Regions from separate parts of the Mus musculus genome. Here region 1 is linked to region 2. Evidence: chromatin contacts called from public capture Hi-C data. All regions are on one chromosome and are shown on one strand. Each heading gives the region's core, a stretch centred on a gene start, on an enhancer-like site or on the middle of the called end of the contact. The rest is flanking DNA. Distances are from core to core; before and after follow the strand shown.

Region 1 (4,353 bases), core at 788-3,287, 750 kb after region 2:
CTTTATCATGTTTCCACACCTAGCCTTCCTCAGAACGCTTTCTGTTAAAATATAGCTTCAGTGCTTCTGTGTTTGGGTGTGCTTTTATATATATATATATGTATATATATATATACTCACAGATGTGTAGATGTGTGAATCTGTATGTCTAGAGGCTGGGGGTTCAACCTTGGGTGTCATTACATAAGTGCTATCCACCCTGGGTTTTTGTTGTTGTTGTTGTTGTTTCTTTTGGGGGTTTATCCATTGAGCTAGAGTTTGCTAATTAGAGCCACACTGGCTATCCAGAAAGCCTCAAGAGATCCACCTATTTGACTCCCAATACATTATAACAAACTCAAGCCCACATGGCTAACCTTTTACAAGACTTCTTGCAGTCTAATCATCGGTTCAGATATAAATTTGAATATGAAAACTTATAATCTTGATCCACAGCATTGTACTTTAAACTATTTTCTAGTAAGTGATATATCAAAAAAAAATGAAAATGAGATTTTCATAGAAAGAATTGAAGATAAATTAAGTAACACTCTGAAAATCTAAATTTTTCCACCTTAATGTTTTATATGTGCTATTCTTTTACAAGTGTTCTGATTATTAATTTTTATGACTTTAGCATAACAAAAAAACGTTCCTAATAGAATTGAAAGTGCAAACACCTTACATCTTAAAGGCAAGGCTGTTTTCCAGGAATAGCTCAGCAATTAAAGACGCCAGAAGCCAATGCTGATGATCTCAGTTCAACCCTCAGGACCCAACATGCAAGGATATGATTGACTTTTAAAAACCGTCCCTTGATCCCTACGCGTGTGTTCTCTCTCTCTCTCTCTCTCTCTCTCTCTCTCTCTCTCTCTCTCTCTCTCACACACACACACACACACACACACACACCAATAAAATTTAAGTTTATATTTATCATTGTTCTGCATAAGAAGATATTAAGCACACATTATTTTTCTCTGATATAAGGGAGATGATGGATCAGGTAAAACTTAGGAAGATGACGATGACACCACTTATGACTGATTTCATTTCACTGAATTCTATGCCCCTAAGCTATCAATTTATAACTCGGAATTTACATGTCAGTAAAATGGGGATAATATTATGTATCTTAGTACTTTATAATATAAATTATATACAATGTAATAATAGACTGCTCTGGTCTGGCTAGTATTCTTGTGTAGTTCTAGGTTGAAGATTTAATTCTTAGTATATCAGAGCATGACTTAATGTGGACCCAGAGAGCTAATGAAGATTTTTAAAAAGGCATTAGAGTGGGACCCTAAGCCAATACACCTAGTGCCTTTATTAAAAGGATGTTAGGAAAAAGTTGTACATAGAGGGATGATCAGGTAAGAATAGAAGGAAAAGATTGCAATGGGCATATCCAAAAAGGGTCCTTGCTCATAGATAATGTGGTACTTCCAGCATCTAGAACTGTAAGAAGTTTATGTTGTCAAAATAACCCAATCTGAGCTTTGGGTTCTTTTTAGACCCCATTGGAGTATTAGTATATAACTATATGCAAACTAGGTACTCTGCAGTCTACAAAGGCTGCTTACCAATTATCAGCAGTTCCTCCTGTGTAGCAAAGGACAATGGGCAAAGCAGCAATGAGAGACTTTATCACTCAGCTAATTACTAACATTCTTTACTTCCTGCTTGTTCTAGTGCCTCAAACAGTCTCATTTAAGTTCCTTGTTTCCATGGATGTTTTCTTATTATTACCTCCAGGTATTTTTCTTCAATGTTCATTCTTTTAATTAGGAGGAAGAACATACAAATATGAAATGAAGTGCGAATTACAAATTATGCAAAATTCTGACCCAGTGGATTAAGAAATCAACAATATCATCAAAGCATAAACAAGCATGGGAGTAATTAAAATGAAACTTGACTGTCACAGAAACCAGTTTATAGACCTTGGTAAATGATTTTACAGGAAGAGACTTTCGCTCACGCAGACACACATTAAGCACTTATGATCGGCTTGTAAACTTTCCAGTTCTATGAGTCAGGGCTTAGGACCTCAAGGTAAAACGAAACACCTCCCAGGAACTAACCAGGCCAAATACTGCATAACTTTCAGGCCAGATGTGTTCAGGGTGCTATAACCATTGACTTCTGAGCTCTGTTTATAATATTCTAGTTGAGACAAGCACTACACTATGATTGTTGAAATTCAAAGACCAAGTGCTGCTTCTGTGTATGACTCCAAGTACGAACCTGATTGTGGTAATGAAGAAATGAGAGAAGACAGGTGTTTGAACAGAAAGCTGGGATCCTATAGAGCAGGCTCTCTGAGAAACCCCCATACCCCACAAGCACAGCATGTGTAAAGTAGAACAGTAAGACAACCAGTTGACTGCATACAACTGATCAAGGTGATAGATTTATTTCTGTACAGAAAAGTAATGAGGCAGAGTTGATGGTGTCCAGCTGACATGAGGAGAGAGGTTTACCTAAGCTCAGTAGTAGCGATCTCTGTAGAGGAGCGGTCTTCAGGCTGAAAATATTCGCAGGACTAAAGCTATGGTGGACATTTTCCGCACAGTATTAGCATACACACATGGACCACAAGGTGCAGAGTCCAGCATGGCCCTGGTGGGGACAAAGTGACATGGTGACATCGTTCCTGCCCCAGGACAGCGCCCCGGTATAAGCCTCCTGGAATCTAGATGGGCACTGTGGGCATAAGGCTTGTTTGTGTAATAATTTACATATTTCACATTCCTCCAAGAAATGTCCTCTGTGTTAATTTTAATGACTCCTTGATGATCAGCCAACAGGAGACCAGGAGGTGAAGGTGTGGCTAAAGTCTCAGCAAAATGGTGAAGTCTGGGACCTTCAAGACAACCCTTAAGGCTATGGGAAAGAGCTCTAGATACCGGAGTTTGAAAATATATAATTTCTCAACTATGCAAAATATAAGAATGCAATATGAATTATGAGGGGCTTCATGAATCTAAAGGAACAAAGGCAGCTGCACTAGGAGCCAGCTTGTCAGAAAGATACAAAGGCAGGCAGATTGAATTCAAGGTCAGCCTGGGACACATAAAGGTGAGGCCCAGGTGTGGTAGAAATGGTAATTTCAGGGAAGAGACCCACCCAACTACTTAATCCTTTGTGTTTAACAAAGGAAGACTGATCTTTGAATTCTTTTGCAGCCTTTGGAAAAAAAAAATGTTTGCTTGCTTTCACTTCTGAATCCAGATGCTGATTCATAGAATAATCTAAAGTAAACCTGGAGTAAATGACTGGGTTGATAATGTAAAATAAAAGACAAGACCTGTGTTCTGCAGGAGGTGAGCTATTCAGAGAACTTTTTAGGAAAAAAAACAGAAAACTGCTTGGAGAACTGACAAAGAGACAGGTGCGCACGCGCACACACACACACACACACACACACACACACACACACACAAGGAAGCAGGACATGGACAGAGAGATCTCTTAGAATAGCAAGCAAGCAGAATATAGACAGAGAAATCTCCAGAGAGAAAGCAGAACGTAGAAAGCAGACTGGAAAAGTTGTATCAAACAGAAGACCAGTGGTCAGCTTGGAACCACCAATTGACTTTGAGACTTTGAGTCCTTCTTTTCGCTGCTCCCAGATACCCTGTACTTACTGGATGGTTTTGTTTGCCAATTTGACACAAGCTGGAGTTATCACAGAGAAAAGAGCCTCCCTTGAGTAAATGCCTCCTTGAGATTCAGCTGTAAGGCATTTTCTCAATTAGTGATCAAGGTGGGAAAGCCCATTATGGGTGGGGCCATCCCTGGGCAGGTAGTCCTGGTTTCTATAAAAAAGCAGGCTGAACAAGCCAGGGGAAGCAAGCAGCACCCCTCTGTGGCCTCTGTATCAGCTCCTGCCTCCAAATTCCTGCCCTGTGAGTCCCAGACCTGACCTCCTTTGGTGATGAACAGCAGTGTGAAAGTGTAAGCTGAATAAACCCTTTCCTCCCCAAATTGCCTCTTGGTCATGATGTTTTGTACAAGAATACAAACCCTGACTAAGACACGCCCCTTCTCTCAGAACCTCCTCCATGCTGAGGCTGGTCCTTGGCAACAAGGGAAGTCTGCCCGTTCCCCTCCACACTGAGGCTTTGGGATCCGTGACATACTATGCCGATGTCAAGGATATACATGCACTGAGGACTGCACACACTCAGGGCTTCCTTCACACCCCACACCTAGAATTAAGCAAGGAAGAATGAATTCAGACCAGGCCAGATCTCTTTTTACTTCCTTCTATGGTGTTAAATTTCTGTGAGAGACAAAGAGTTAATTATTAACCAAATTTCAAACTAGAAAGATATAGATATGAATATGTAATATGACTTCCATAAG
Region 2 (4,909 bases), core at 1,369-3,868:
ATAGCTCTGTGGTGTATTATTAACAGCCACGGCCTCGTGGCATGTACCCATCTTAGATTGGTATGATTCAGTGTTCTGGTTGCCCATTATTGACTGACTGGCCCTCATAGCACACCATACTCCCAAATCAGACCAAAGCCACAGTATGTACTTAGAATGCTTCTTGATGGAGAATAATAACTACCACCTGTGCTGTTGGAGGCAAGCTTTTACTCCTGCTGCAGTCAGGCTGAACAGTGGCTGACCTGCTTGAGAAACAAAGCTGGGACAGTGAAAAAGCAACTGTATAAAAGCTTCTTTGAAGAAGTCCAGGAACTCCATTCAATTGCAAATTAGCAATGACCAAGCTCAGGCACTGGCCTCCCAGTGTGGGGAAGCTGGCTTTGAGAATTAGCAGAAAGGCCAGAGATTCTCTGGAAGTGGAGGCTGAGCTCCAAATTAACTTGCTAGGTAATTAAGATTTTAGCTATCTTCAATAGGAATCTCTAATATTGTAATTATTACTTGACCAGTCTAAGATTGAGTTAGAATAACTGGTCACATTGAAGAAAAGAGAAGAATCATTATGATTCTATTATATGACTAATCTTTCTAAGTCAGAATACATAGTCTCTGACATTCTATTTACCATAAGGTTAAAAGGCTTGAAGCAAGGCAGCCTCTCTTGTCCAAACTGGAAAAAATGGCAAGCAAGGATGGGTCAAAAACATGCACCCAATTTAGCTTACTTGTCACTTCAGTCAGGGCACTGAACCAACTCACCTGCCAGCTTGTCACATGAATTAGCCATCATGCTTCTGCAGCATTCTGTGGAGAGAACCTATGTTTTTCCCTTTCCTAATAAGGTAGCTGTTCAGGATCAAGCCATATGCCAATAAGTAGATCCTTTTAAGATACTATAAGGCATTTATTAAGTTCTTTGACATCTAAATTTCAAAATTCTAAAATAAAAGTATGATTTAAATAATGTGCATGGAAATTAACTAAATAATATGCACGGGGATATATTTTCCCCCTTCTTTGTCTTTTAAAGTTCCCCAAAACCTTGTCCTTGCCAATTAATAATATGTTGACAAAACATCTCAAATACTTGACTGTTATAGTCAGTTTTAATGTAACATGGGCAGTGACTAATTGCACTTTCAATTGTTTCTCTTAAAGAGCGGTTATAACTAGAAAGCTTGAAAAATTATTAATAGTTACACGTGTATAATTTATCTAGTTATTAACTCAGAAATAGGAGCATTTATTTGCAACAATGTATTAAGTATAAGTCCTCAAGAATTAACATTATGTGGAAACAAGTAGTAACTGAGGACACTAATAGCAAAGAATTTTTTATATGTTGATATGCAAAATTTCTAAGAATATTAAAATATTATCTTAAACCATAACTGTTTTGAATATATAAAGAACAAGATTATATATCCAATCTATCTCATATGTAGGACCTATAGACTGCCTGAGATATAAATCCAGCATGGCATTGCTTTAATTTAAGATGTCCAGGCAATCCAGAACAATTTATTAAATGTTCAAAAACAGCCTTCTTAAAAGGACAGCATTTTTTCTTATGAGTTGTATATGCATAAGCAATTGCATATTTGAGAATTAATAACATCCGAAGGACAAACAATCTTAAGCAATTGTGAGCTCTGAGATATAATATGGACTATTAATATACAAATTAAGGTTTGATTGTTCAGCATTTTAAAACACCATCCACAGCACACAACTTAATTATCTGTGCTGAAGCAGGGGGGCGCTCAAAAGAATTTAAACATGTGATCTAATTCACATCCACTTATTTCCCATAGAGGGGTTGTTTTTAAACACAATAATTGAGAGGCATGAATGCATGAATTTGTAGAAGATACAGAAGCATGCATAAAAACAATTTTTTTACTTATCTTAGGGATATTGATTGTCAATTTTATTTAAAATCATTGTATGCAATAGATCAATTATTAATATTCTGTAATAACCAAATTAATTGCTGTTTGGAACAAGGAACAAACACTTTGTCAGGTTCCTAAGACACAATTTTTGTTATAGGTTTTCCAAGATACACAAATACATCTTACAATTCTTTATTAGCACCACAGTAGTTTTAATAGGATGCTGAAACTGTGCTTTGAGGTGAGTGCCACCTCAGCCCCACCCACCTGCCTTGTCTCGGCTCTGCTGTCCTGGGCCCCACACCCATTGGACACCTGGGTGGGGGGCCATTTGCCCTCCTCCTTCCCAGCCCACCTGAGCCAAACCTCGGCTGCTTGCCACCATGGCATGCGGAGCCACTCTGAAAAGTACTCTGGATTTCAACCCATTGCTGAGCCCCACTTCTCCCAAGTGGAGGTGGTGCGTGCCTTTACAGGCGCCGCCTTCAGCAACCACCGCTGCTGCCACCTCGGCCTTTCTCTGAGGCTAGGAAACCCAAGCGAGGGTGCCGGAGCACCCCAAGTCTTAGTGAGAAAAAATATGGCTACCCCGGCGGGGACAGGCGGAGGCTCATGGGGCAATGGCGAGCAAGTCCCTCCCTTGAGTTTGCTACAAAGCTGCCCGCTTTTTGGCAGTCTATCGCGTCACCACGTTCAGGGAAAGCTGCACGCCCAAAGGCCCCGCCCCGCAGCCTGCTGGCCAGGAGCCAAAGAATTCAGAAAATTAAGGGAGTAGGGAGTCACAGCAGGCAAAGTACCTAGAAGTTACGTGACAGGAAACAAAGGAATGACTTCAAAAGGATTAACAGGAACCAGATAAATGTTTACAGTATGGATAAACCAGCTCTGTTTAGGGTCAGCTTAATGACAGCTAAGGTTTTAAGTAAACTTCTCTTGAGAGGCATTAGCTAATAAAATACTTTTCACTTAGAAAGCAATATACACTGAAAGATTCAAACTCTTGGCTTCTTGTGTAGAAGCAGAAATGATAAAAATTTCTTACATAATGTAGACCTACCTAGAGGCAAAATTTTCCAGTAATTACAAACTCACTAGAAGCAAACCCTTTACAATTATTAAGGTGCAAAGGAAAAAACAAACTTTTAGTTCTATAATAACTATATAAAAAGTAGGCAAGCCAGATTGCAATGCCTTTATAAATTCTACAGTCTGATTGACCCTATATAAACTTTAAATTTGAACTTTATTAAAACAGCATCTGGCTAGATCTGCAAAGATGCTCTTTTAGCTAAAAGAAAATTCCCCTGGAGGCAAAGAGAGGCAAGGAGAACTTCTTTAGGCACAGTTTGCAAGATAAAAGAAAGTCACACAAACCTCGCTGAGGCTGCTCTGAGCTTAGTTCTTCCTGCCATGAGGACAGGTTTTAGAATTACTAAGTTTCCTTTGCAATATTAGACCATAACTACTACCTTGGGAAAGCAAAACCCAATTTCAAAACCGTTATTATCTTTAGAATCAATATTAGAAGCATTAGTATCATATTACGAAGTTTGGCTGCCAATTTATACCTATGAATACATGACAGTGCACGCTTTAATGATTCATTAAAGAGACATTGTTTTAAATCTTATCTTTAAATTTACTTTCTAGGATAAGAATCACATTAAATATTATCTCAGCTAGAAGTATCTTAGGAGGTCCAGTTTTTTTTTTTTGCCTGCTTATGCCATGTGTTTGAAAAACTCCTTAGTAGCCAATTTAAGGCTAACCTTCTGTTACCAATGTAACGATTATTTAATCTTAACCAATAACTTATGAGCTGATTGTGAAGACATGCAGAGCATATTACCAGCAAAAAAACCGTATGTATGAAGCAGCTACACTTAGACCAATCAGAGAATATTAATTTTTCTAGCTATAATTATAAAATAAAAAGCACTTTGTCATTAGCTAAACGCAATAATCACGATTGCAGAGAATTTTCTTAGGATAAAACCATGTATCAGCTATTTAGTCTCAAAATCAAGAGGCTGCAGACTCCCTTTTTTAAAAAAAACAGTTTTTCCAGCAGGGGCCCTCCTGCTGTGCCTGATCCTGGCTAAAGCATGTGGCCACTCTCCGCTTTGCTATACTAGCATAGAAAGTATTAGCCATCTTTTATCTTTCAACATGAAACACAGACCATTCAGTCATTCAGATGACTAGACACGAACACACATGAATTGAACACATGGACAGACTGGTGCACCAGACATTAGACAAAACCTTAGACAAAAACACAAAGAGGGCAGAGAACTTCTGCTGTAGGGCCCAGAGATAATAATGCAGGGCAACCCCTAAAATTTCACTCTGCTTCTGGGACATTTTCCTCTCGCCTGATGCAGTTTCTGAATGCGGCCAATTTGCCTGATTATTAAATCCAAACCGTTTTATCTCTCTCACCTATAAAGCAGCTTCTGGAATTTACAGCCATCTGCTGCCTCAGTGGCTGATGGACTGAACCAGCCTGGCTAGGCTGAAGGAGATTACACACACCCACAGTGACACACCTACTCCAACCAGGTTACTCCAATTCCAACAAGGCCACACCTTCAAATGGTGCCACTCCCTGGTCCAAGATTATACAAACCATCACTTTCCGCTCCCTGGCCCTCATAGACTTGTTCAAAAACATGAGTCTATGGAGGCCATAATTAAACATAGCATAATGCAAATGCATTCCAACTTTCAAAGTCCTCATAGTCTATAGCAGTCTCAACAATGTTAAAAGTCCAAAGTTCAAGGGCTCTTCTGAGATTCATCCAACTAATTAACTGTAGTCTCCATAGCAAGGCAGGAAACCAGCTGGGCAAACTCCAAACTCTGCATCTCCATGGCTGATGTCAAAGCAGTCTTCAGATCTCCATTCCTTTTTCATCTTTGTTGACTGCAACAAACTGCTTTCTCCTGGGCTAGTTCCACTTCCTGTTAGCAGCTTTCCTCAGCATGTATCTCATGGCTCTGGCATCTTT

Evidence for each region. Capture Hi-C pulls out chosen DNA fragments and counts their contacts.
Region 1: a contact with region 2 is called in a capture Hi-C map of embryonic stem cells, with 5 times the contacts expected there. The contact joins two enhancer-like sites. A contact is called at or near these places in 1 of 115 datasets of contacts at active chromatin or transcription factors (embryonic stem cells) and 1 of 9 other capture datasets (embryonic stem cells).

What each region holds. Positions count from the first base shown.
Region 1 is chr13:5,547,359-5,551,711 of GRCm38.p6, forward strand. No RefSeq gene overlaps it. Among named protein-coding and RNA genes, the nearest start is that of Gm40661, 3.9 kb to the right of the region's middle. Within about 2 kb of position 2,038, at least 39 of the 459 cell types and tissues checked have an H3K27ac peak or open chromatin away from gene starts, as enhancers often do. A contact at or near this core is called in embryonic stem cells, where this site is marked.
Region 2 is chr13:4,798,238-4,803,146 of GRCm38.p6, forward strand. No RefSeq gene overlaps it. Among named protein-coding and RNA genes, the nearest start is that of Gm40658, 75 kb to the left of the region's middle. Within about 2 kb of position 2,619, at least 7 of the 459 cell types and tissues checked have an H3K27ac peak or open chromatin away from gene starts, as enhancers often do. A contact at or near this core is called in embryonic stem cells, where this site is marked.